2 separate regions of the Triticum aestivum genome follow, and region 2 is linked to region 1. Evidence: chromatin contacts called from public Hi-C data. All regions are on one chromosome and are shown on one strand. The core of a region is the stretch at or near the end of the contact, and the rest is flanking DNA. Distances in the headings are between cores, read along the strand shown.

Evidence for each region. Hi-C and Micro-C count contacts between places; a contact is called where the count stands out from the background.
Region 2: a contact with region 1 is called in a Hi-C map of leaf, with 6 times the contacts expected there. The contact joins the promoter of LOC123132560 here to the enhancer-like site in region 1. A contact is called at or near these places in 2 of 5 Hi-C or Micro-C datasets (both in leaf).

The regions. Positions count from the first base shown.
Region 1 is chr6A:148,392,242-148,396,793 of IWGSC CS RefSeq v2.1, forward strand. It overlaps the pseudogene LOC123132559. Among protein-coding and RNA genes, the nearest start is that of LOC123132560, 340 kb to the right of the region's middle. Within about 2 kb of position 2,775, at least 2 of the 8 cell types and tissues checked have an H3K27ac peak or open chromatin away from gene starts, as enhancers often do. A contact at or near this core is called in leaf, where this site is marked.
Region 2 is chr6A:148,736,118-148,740,669 of IWGSC CS RefSeq v2.1, forward strand. It overlaps LOC123132560 (cation-transporting ATPase HMA5), which reads left to right and starts at 2,596. Exons shown (of 9, transcript XM_044552389.1): 1 at 2,596-2,962; 2 at 3,624-4,238; 3 at 4,502-4,552. The coding sequence starts at 2,678.

The DNA of each region.
Region 1 (4,552 bases), core at 1,525-4,024:
GTTATACTATTTCTTTACAGAGAGTACTACACTGCTACTGGTGCATTAGCTCAAGTAAATTAACAGATGTAGTACGTGATTAAGTTAACCACCTGGACATAGGAGCAGTCGATGAGCTTCTCGAGCTCACCCAGGCGGACGACGTCATTGTACACGTATCGCCGCACCTGATTACATACACATACATGCAGCAAAAATGAGAAAAAACACTGGGATCAGAAGAACAGCCCTATTATGCTTCAAGATTCGTGCAAGTAGTAGAGTAGTGCGGGTGATTAGCCAGAGAAGGGCAGTTCCGGGATTAAAAACAATCCTAGAAGCCAGTAGTAATAAGGTCGCGGTACTGATGCCGATGCTCCTCCATTGGGCAACACATCAATGGAGGACGACTACGCTTTGACCGTGTGGTCGCAAGGAGGCCCCCCATACCCTACCCAAGCCCACAGCGTGCAATGACCAACCACCCCTACCGGGCACAGCATCCACCAGAGCGTATGGCCAAACCAGTGGCCGGACCAGAGGGCACGACGGTAAAAACTCAACCGGAGGGGTTGGTGGTGAATGGTAAAAGATGAGCAGCAGCTGAGGGGGAAGGAGAGCCCTTTTGGTGGCTAGCACTTGACTGTGCCATGAATGAACAGTATCGAGGGAGGCCCCCCCGTCGCAGGGAGGAACAGCATTGTGGCCTTCTTTGGTAAAAAAGACAAGGAGCCCATTTACCACGGCGCACAATATGGTAAATCTTGTTTGCCCCCGCGGTAACAATCCTAAGACGCCCCAATTCTTACCATGCACACCCACCTGCCTGCCTTGCAGATGCGGAAGAGCGCCACCACAAGGGCAGGGCAGGGATCGGATGCGCTTCCATGCATGGCAAAACGGTTTGGATAAACCGGCCTTTAAATGGCAAATCGCCGAGAAGCATGAGGTAATCCAATCACTCTACACAAAAGATATACGATGCTAATGATCGGCTCACTCGGAAAGGTAGAAACATCTTCTTGGGAAGGGAGCAATTTACCACCGCCATCAACATCGCTTTTGCGTCGAATCGAGCGCGGCGATGGTGGAAATGAGACTGTGACGTTGCAGTAAATTATTATTTTGGGTAAGGTGGAAAAGGGGAGCACAATCACAAGTTTGGAAAGGCCCCTTTCCAGCAAAGGGAGGGGGGAAGGCGGCAGTGCAGGAGCATGGACGCAGCGGTGAGAATTCACCGTGTATTGTAGGACTATACCCATTTCCAGCGAACGGCCAAGGGGGCGGTGAAAATTCACGCAAAATTTTCGACCAGGTTCCATCCCATCACATCAGAGTTCTACCCATGCCGGCAGAAGCTGGCCAAATTAGTTGCGATGAAAAGGAAGGGGTTGGGAACCGGCAGGAAGAGGACAAGAAAATTCATTCCTCTTGAGGCAAAAGAGATCAAGAGGATCAAGAGGAGGAGCAAAGCAAACCGCATGCAACAGAATTTATTTTTAAATTAGAAAGGCCATTTCTACTATATTTAATTTTTACCCTATCAATTTACCGAAGAAGAATAATTTGGCAGAGAATCCATCCAGCTGCAGCTGCCATGATTAAATTAAACTAGGCAGTTGCGATTTATGGGGCTGTTGCTTTATGCAGATTAGGTGAGGTGAGGTGATGGTTACATACTACGTACTACTACATGTTGCAATCGCCATCCTAATTCGAGGCCCTGAAAAGTGGCGTATGACCAAGAACTCGCAAGACGACATGGACAAGGACCCGAGCAAGTACAGGAGAGATTAGCATGGAATTCCAAAACGAGAGGGGAGTTCTAAGCTTCAATAATACTCCTACTATCTTAGACAACCACTAGTAGCTAGATGGTGGCCAATAGCAATAGGGCATCACGCGTCCGTCCGTCCGGGCTTAAGCCAAATCTAAGCGAGGAAACAACAGCTCTTGAAAAGACAGCACAGGACAAAACAAAAAGCAATTGGGATGGGTCGATGGATAGATAGACACACCTCCTCTTGGCCTATCTAGTCTGTGTAGCGGCTACCTTGTGCTAATTGATTCATTAGTTTAGTCCAATTCGTCCGGCTACTACTAATTAAGCCCAAACAAGGTAGATTAACTGAGGCATGCAGCACTGATCCTTTGATGATCTCTTCTAGCCTGCTGACAAAGGAAGCAGATCGAGGGCAGAAACTTTGCAAGAAACATGCGAATCGGAAGAAGAAGAGGGAACTAATAAATCAGAACAATTGTACCCAAAAAAAGCATGCATGCAGCAAGAAAATCAACCAATTAAAGAAGATTAACCGTGAGTTCGGGTAAGGCGGAGGATGAAGAAACGAGAGCGATGAGGTATGGAGTCGGACCTGTAGGAGTGGGTGGTGGCGGTGGGCGGGGGCGCAGTGCGGGCAGATGCTGGTGCAGCAGGCGAGGCAGAAGATGTTCTTCTCGTTCTTCCTGCGGCTCTCGTGCGCCTCGCACCCCACGAAGAAGCTCTCCTCCACCAGGCCCCCAACCCACCCGGGCACCCGCATCCCCATCTCCCCCTCCCTCCCCGCCTTGCTCTCTCTCACTGCCTCTTGACGACTCTCTCTCTCTCTCTCTCTCTCTCTCTCTGTGTGTGTGTGTTTCTTGGCAATTCTCCTCTTGGTTGGTCTGGTTTGGTTTGATCTCTCTTTTGTTTTCTTGGCAGGCCAATTCTGTCTTCCTGTCTGCCCTCCCTCCCTCTCTCTGGTTCAGTGGTGGTGGTGGCGCGTGAGGGCGGGGGTGGATGGGGATGTATGTAGATGTGGCTTGTCTTGTTGCAGCTGCGGGGGTGGAGAGAGGAGAGGGAATGTGCAACGAATCCATCCTTTGGGGGGAGCTATTTATAGTGTGAAAGGGATGAAGAACGGATGACGATGATGGCGACGACGCCTCCTACAACTCGTTGGGGGTCTGGCCGTCACGGTGCCATGCTACTAGTACAAGTGTTGGTTGGATGCGTTCCTTGTTTGAGCAAGGGGAGGGGGGATCTCCTCTCTGGCTGGCATCCACTCTCCGTGTCAAAGCGAAATTCATGCCCTGGTTGGGTGATTTTTTTGGGGGGCATTTTGGTCACCGGGTTCATGGTTCAATTGTGTGATATACTAGTACTTTCTCGTTTTAATCCTTTCAAAATAAACTTGGTCTGCTACTCTCATTTTCTTGTTATTACCGCTCCATGGCTTGTGAATTACTTCCTCCGTTCCTTTATATAAGGTGTATTTTGTTTTTGATAAAATTCCATAATATAAGTTGCATTTCTTTTGATTCTATAAAATTTCGCTTTTAGACCTCTAGGATAAAGGAAAGTATCTCTCCCCCAATTGTATGTATCTTTGCTTGTAAAGAAAAAAAAAGGGAAAGTATATATCTCCCGATTGCGTGTATCTCTTACTTTTCTAGGTTAAATGATTTACTTGCCACCAATCAATGATTCAGCCAAAGTTAATTTTGTCTTAACTTGTGAATAATTATGTGCCTTGGCCGCCATGCCAAAATGTATACACCTTAAGTAAAGGAATGGAGGGACTATATCTGAGCACAGAAATATTAGTTGAGCTCCGGGGAAAAATTGAGATGATTTTCTTCCGTTTCAGATTACTTCTAGTTGAAGATTTATTTTCCACCCTTCTAGTCCAAGGTTCACAAATACTATAAGATATTTTGAATATTTTAATATGGCCTTCCTTTGTACGAACTGAAATGAGTGATTGAACAAACTGGAATGTTTTTATATACATCTATTTATAAAGAAAAATGCAACTACTTATATTTGTTAACGAAGGAACTAGTATTAGTGGAGCTCGGGGAAGAAGAAGAAAAAAAAATATTGAAATGGTTTTCTTCCGTGTGAGGTTCCTTCTAGCGGAAGGTTAATTCCCCATGCTTCCAGCGGAAGGTTCGTTTTTCCACTGCACCAGGGTGCCATATCGCCATGATGCATGGAATCTCAATAACATGATGGCCATTTTACAGGCAGCTCGTGGCGGCACTATGCTTGGAAGGGGCATCTATCCTACACGAAATGTAGACAAGGAATATGCGCCCAGGCACAGTATAGTGATCCAATAACCGGACCATGATTTCTGGTCGTCTCCTAAACAAACGCGGAGTTACTTTCTGGTTCAACCTTTCGAAATCTCATCTCGTTTTGCGTCATGCCGTCCTTTCATCCCATCTCCAAATCACGTTTGTTTTGGCCGCTTCTTCTCTCCACTTTGCTCCGCTGGAAAAAAGGCCTCTGCTTTTTATCGCCGGTGCTTTGCCGCGGGGCGCTCCTACTCGTACTCGTGTACCGCCCCTCTGTTTTTTCTCGCCTCTTGTTTTGCATGGCCGTTTGGCTTTTGGTCCCTTTCTTTTCACCCGGCCTTGGACTGTAGCGGGTGAGCGAGTCCTTGGCGGTACAGCTGCACGTCGCGAGACCAGATGAGATGGAATGATGATATTGTACGCGTGATTGTGGTGTGGTTGTGGGGGTGCGTGACGTTGCCGGTTTGCGGATTTGAATGGTTGGTGGTTGTTTTCGGGGAGGCAGGGGCCG
Region 2 (4,552 bases), core at 1,346-3,845, 340 kb after region 1:
TACACGAAATGCTTGTGTTTGGACCAAGTCCAAATAATGCAAAAGAAATTGCATTATAAATGTATATAAAAAATCTCACTCCGTCTGATAAATAGCGTGAAGCTAGAGGCGTCGTCGGAGGACTTGAATGCGGTAATTGCAGATGCTAGACATTAATAGTGGCATCATAAATGAGTCACTAGAAATATGCGACGATTTTTTCCTTTCGGTGCAACGCACAAACACATTATTGATGCATGCAAAGATTAAAGAAACCTTTTTTATAAACACTGTACAAAATATAGATGCTCACAAGTCACAAGCACATACATACACTCATTCTATGAGTGCACACACGCATATCATGCCCTTGTGACACCTCCGAGAGACTGAGTTGACGAGTCCTGAGATTGATTAAGTTACCCTATACGATGATTTCATACTAAACCGCAGATACGAGCTTTATGTAACCGGTGGCTTAACCTTGGTTTCCATATTGTTTCAAATTGTGCCCATAAATATTTTTTAAAAATATTGTTTGCTGATGTTGTCGGGTATGTTTATAAGGGATGATTTTTTTTCTCCCGTTGCAACGCACGGGCAAGTTTTGCTAGTAACTATTAAGGCCTCCTTTGGTTCATAGGGTAAGAAAATCGTAGGATTAGGAAAGTCATAGAAAATGAGATGACATGCATCTCAAACCCTATGAGTAGGAATAGGAAAGAAGATGCCCTTTGTTTCACATCATAGGATTTTTTCCATTGAGTCTAGGCTAATTTTTATTTTCCTATGAAATGTGGAGGATGGGAAGAATTCCTCCAAAGGAATAGGATTCCATTCCTACAAACCAAAGGGCTCTAAAGGAATTTTTCCTATAGAAATCCTATCCTATAAAATTCCTACAAAATTCCTCTAAACCAAAGGAGGCCTAAGAAGAAGAAATTTGCGATGAGTGAAGGAATTAACGCCCAACGAAGCATGCAAGATGGAGCGAGTACGACCCTTAAATAATCTAATGGTTCTGCTGCATTTTGATTATCATGGATAATATAATCGGACTTGTCATACAAAAATCATAACACAAAGTATCGTATATATGATTCTTAATGTGAGGCTGGTATATATTTGTGCTAAACCTTGGCCTCCGCCTCTTTGCTGCCGCCGAGTTGCATCGCCTGAATGTTGTCGTAGCATGATATTATAAACTTTTTAATGAACACGTCAAGCACATCTCCCGTTGCAACGCACGGGCATATGTCCTAGTTACAACTAAAAGTCTCAATAAGATTCTCCTTGATAGTCTTCTTTCATAAGTCCTAAATGTCCACTTTAACTCTTTATAAGTCCTTTTTGTTTGGTTTAGATATGACTAAAAGGAAATTTTTTTATGTCTCTATATCAATAAGTCCCTGTAAACAAACATCCCTATTCCCACCGAACCCACCGTATGTAGGCGTGGCCGTGCCATGAATTGAAGTCAACAACGGGAGAACGTCTCTGTCCCGCGTGTTCCTCGAGGGAAAGAAAACATCTCCATCGTCGCAGCATGATGGGCTCGCGGACGCAGAAAAAATCTGCTACATCCCGAGAGGATCACATCGGCTTATAATTCTAAGCTATTTTCTGGATTGGACTGGATCGATCGAAGATGGTATGGTCCCCATGCCATGCATCGACCAAGGCTATTCCCCTGCCGCTGAACCGATGAACAGATCCGCGCGTTCCCTTGTTTGCTGAGACATGTTGTTTGTTGTTTATTGTTGTGATCCAAAGGCAAAGGCGGATGCAGTACTATACAAGCTAGGAGTATACAGGATCCCAGATCAAATCAGAGCGGACACTGAAGCTTGTCTCCTTGAAGCTTCCCTGGCCTGTCAAAACTGGACGGAAATGCGCCAAGATAAGAAAAACTGGCAAAATAAAAGGAACCAGTCACTGGACACGAAGGATGGAGCGAGCAGCTCAATCGCCGAGTCATCTCCACGAAGGATGGTGCTGCTGTTTCCCAGTAGGACTGGTGTTTCTTAGTAATAGGTCTCGCGAAATCCCAGACACACGAGCAGATGGCTGAAAGCGATGGCATTATCAGCAACCAGCGATCCGAATGCAAGGGCGATCGACCCGATCTTCAAAAAAAAAAAAAAACACACGGGCCAAAGGACCAAATTGGATTTCTGAAAGAGTCAATCGCTCTGAACAAAAAATACAGCGGACATGCATGCGTATGTATAGGCCTGACGCAATCGCTGGCTGCTTCCGGCGAGTGATGGAGAGAGCTCATGCTTTGCAGTGCGACTTTGTGTACGCCGCTAGGATTGATCTGCAGCATACTTGACGCCGAAGCCTTCAACGTTGACGCTTTCGTGACGACAAAGACGCATTCTTTCATGCAAGGAGATAATCCAATCGTATGGACGATCGAGTCAAACCATATCACAAGGAGATTATTAACGCCAGTTTAACACCCCCGGATTTGCCGGCTTACCTACCCACCAAACCGGCACTATCCGCAACATTTTCAGAAACGCCCCCAGAATCCTCGCGGAATCTCGGAGCCACCCCTCACGTCTCGCACTATTACACCCAGCGCCTTTCCCGGCCTGCTCGGTCGGTCTCTCCCCCCCCCCACATTTTGCCATTCCCCTCCGAATTATTGCCTCGCCTCGCCTCGCCTCGCCACCCCCCGTCTCTGACGGCCATGGCCCACCTCCAGCTCACGGCGGTCGCCGGCGGCAGCGACGACGACATGGAGGAGGTGGCGCTGCTGGGGTCCTACGGCGAGGCGGAGGGGCCGAGCTCGCGGACGGAGGAGGAGGAGGAGGCGGGCATGCGGCGGGCCCAGGTGCGGGTCACGGGCATGACGTGCTCCGCCTGCACCGGCGCCGTCGAGGCTGCCCTCTCCGCCCGCTGCGGCGTGAGCAGCGCCGCCGTTTCGCTGCTGCAGAACCGCGCCCACGTCGTGTTCGACCCCGCGCTCGCCAAGGTTTGCTTCCGTGTGATCCCTCCCCCTCCGCTCCCTCCCTCGCCTCCGCGCGCGCGCTGGAGATTTGGCCTGGGATCGCGCCCCTGCGGTGAATTCTTGCGCGGTGGCTTCGAGTTTGTAGGATTATAGCGCTCTTGTTGGTAATCAGCAGCGGAATTGGTCAGCTCGAGGCGGGAAACTTAGCTGCGTTTTGTCGGTTATGGTGGTTAGGAACTTAGGATGCGAAACGAACACTCACAACTCGTGCTGTATCTGCTTCATTTTCGGCTCGCCTGTCCTTGTTCTAGCTGGCTGTTCCGATTGATCAGTCGTGTGGGCTGAGTTTATGGGACGCTCTGCGTTGCTTTGTCGGGAATCAAGTCTAGCGTGTTTGATAATCATGTGGTAAAGATACCAGTTAAATTGTAAAGGTGCAGTCCTAGTATTGGATCATAACGATTTTCAAGTAATTTAACTGGTTCCCCAACAGGACCATGAAACACCTGTACTGTAAACTTGCAATTGCAAACAACCTCTGAAAAAAAAGTGATGTTAGGTCTGTTTCAAAGATCTCAACTCTCCACGACGTTGCCAACCTGTAACCTTTCTTATTTAAACTAACTTGCTTTTATATAAAGTTTCTGAAATGGACCCGACAGTGTTTGTTGTATGTTGTATTCAGGAAGAAGACATTGTAGAAGCAATAGAAGATGCTGGGTTTGAAGCAGAAATCCTCCCAGATTCTGCTGTTTCTCAGCCAAAGTCACAGAAGGTTTTGTCAGGCCAATTTAGGATAGGGGGGATGACTTGTGCTGCCTGTGTCAACTCAGTTGAAGGGATCTTAAAGAAGTTGCCAGGTGTAAACAGAGCAGTTGTTGCATTAGCGACCTCATTAGGGGAAGTTGAGTACGATCCGACTGCTATTAGCAAAGATGAGATTGTTCAGGCAATCGAGGATGCTGGTTTTGAAGCCGCACTGGTACAAAGTAGTGAGCAAGATAAGGCTTTATTAGGTTTGATAGGATTGCATACAGAGAGAGATGTAAATTTATTGTATGATATCCTGAGAAAAACAGAAGGCTTGCGGCAATTTGATGTAAATTCTGTACGGGCAGAAGTTGAAATTACATTCGATCCAGAAGTCGTTGGTTTGAGATCGGTTGTGGATATTATTGATATGGAAAGCAGTGGCAGACTGAAAGGCCATGTACAGAATCCATATGTACGGTCTTCTTCAAATGATGCACAAGAGGCTTCGAAAATGCTTCACCTCCTTCGCTCCAGCTTATTTCTAAGTGTAAGTTTTTATCCCTGCTATCCTATTTGTTTATGGTTTTTGTTGCCTCTCTAGTTCAGTCTACATTTTCCTCTGGTAGCTATACCCTTATGCCAGTTGTGACCGTAAATAAATAGCAAGCCCATCTGATGTGTCAGATTGATTTTATATAATTGTCACTATTGCATACAATTACTACTATAAAGAGATAATATAAAGTAAAATTATCATGAGTTGTTGTTTTACTTGCGTACTGACTTTCTTTACTGGTTTCCTTGCACCAGATTCCAGTGTTTTTTATGCGCATGGTATGCCCTCACATATCTTTCATTAAC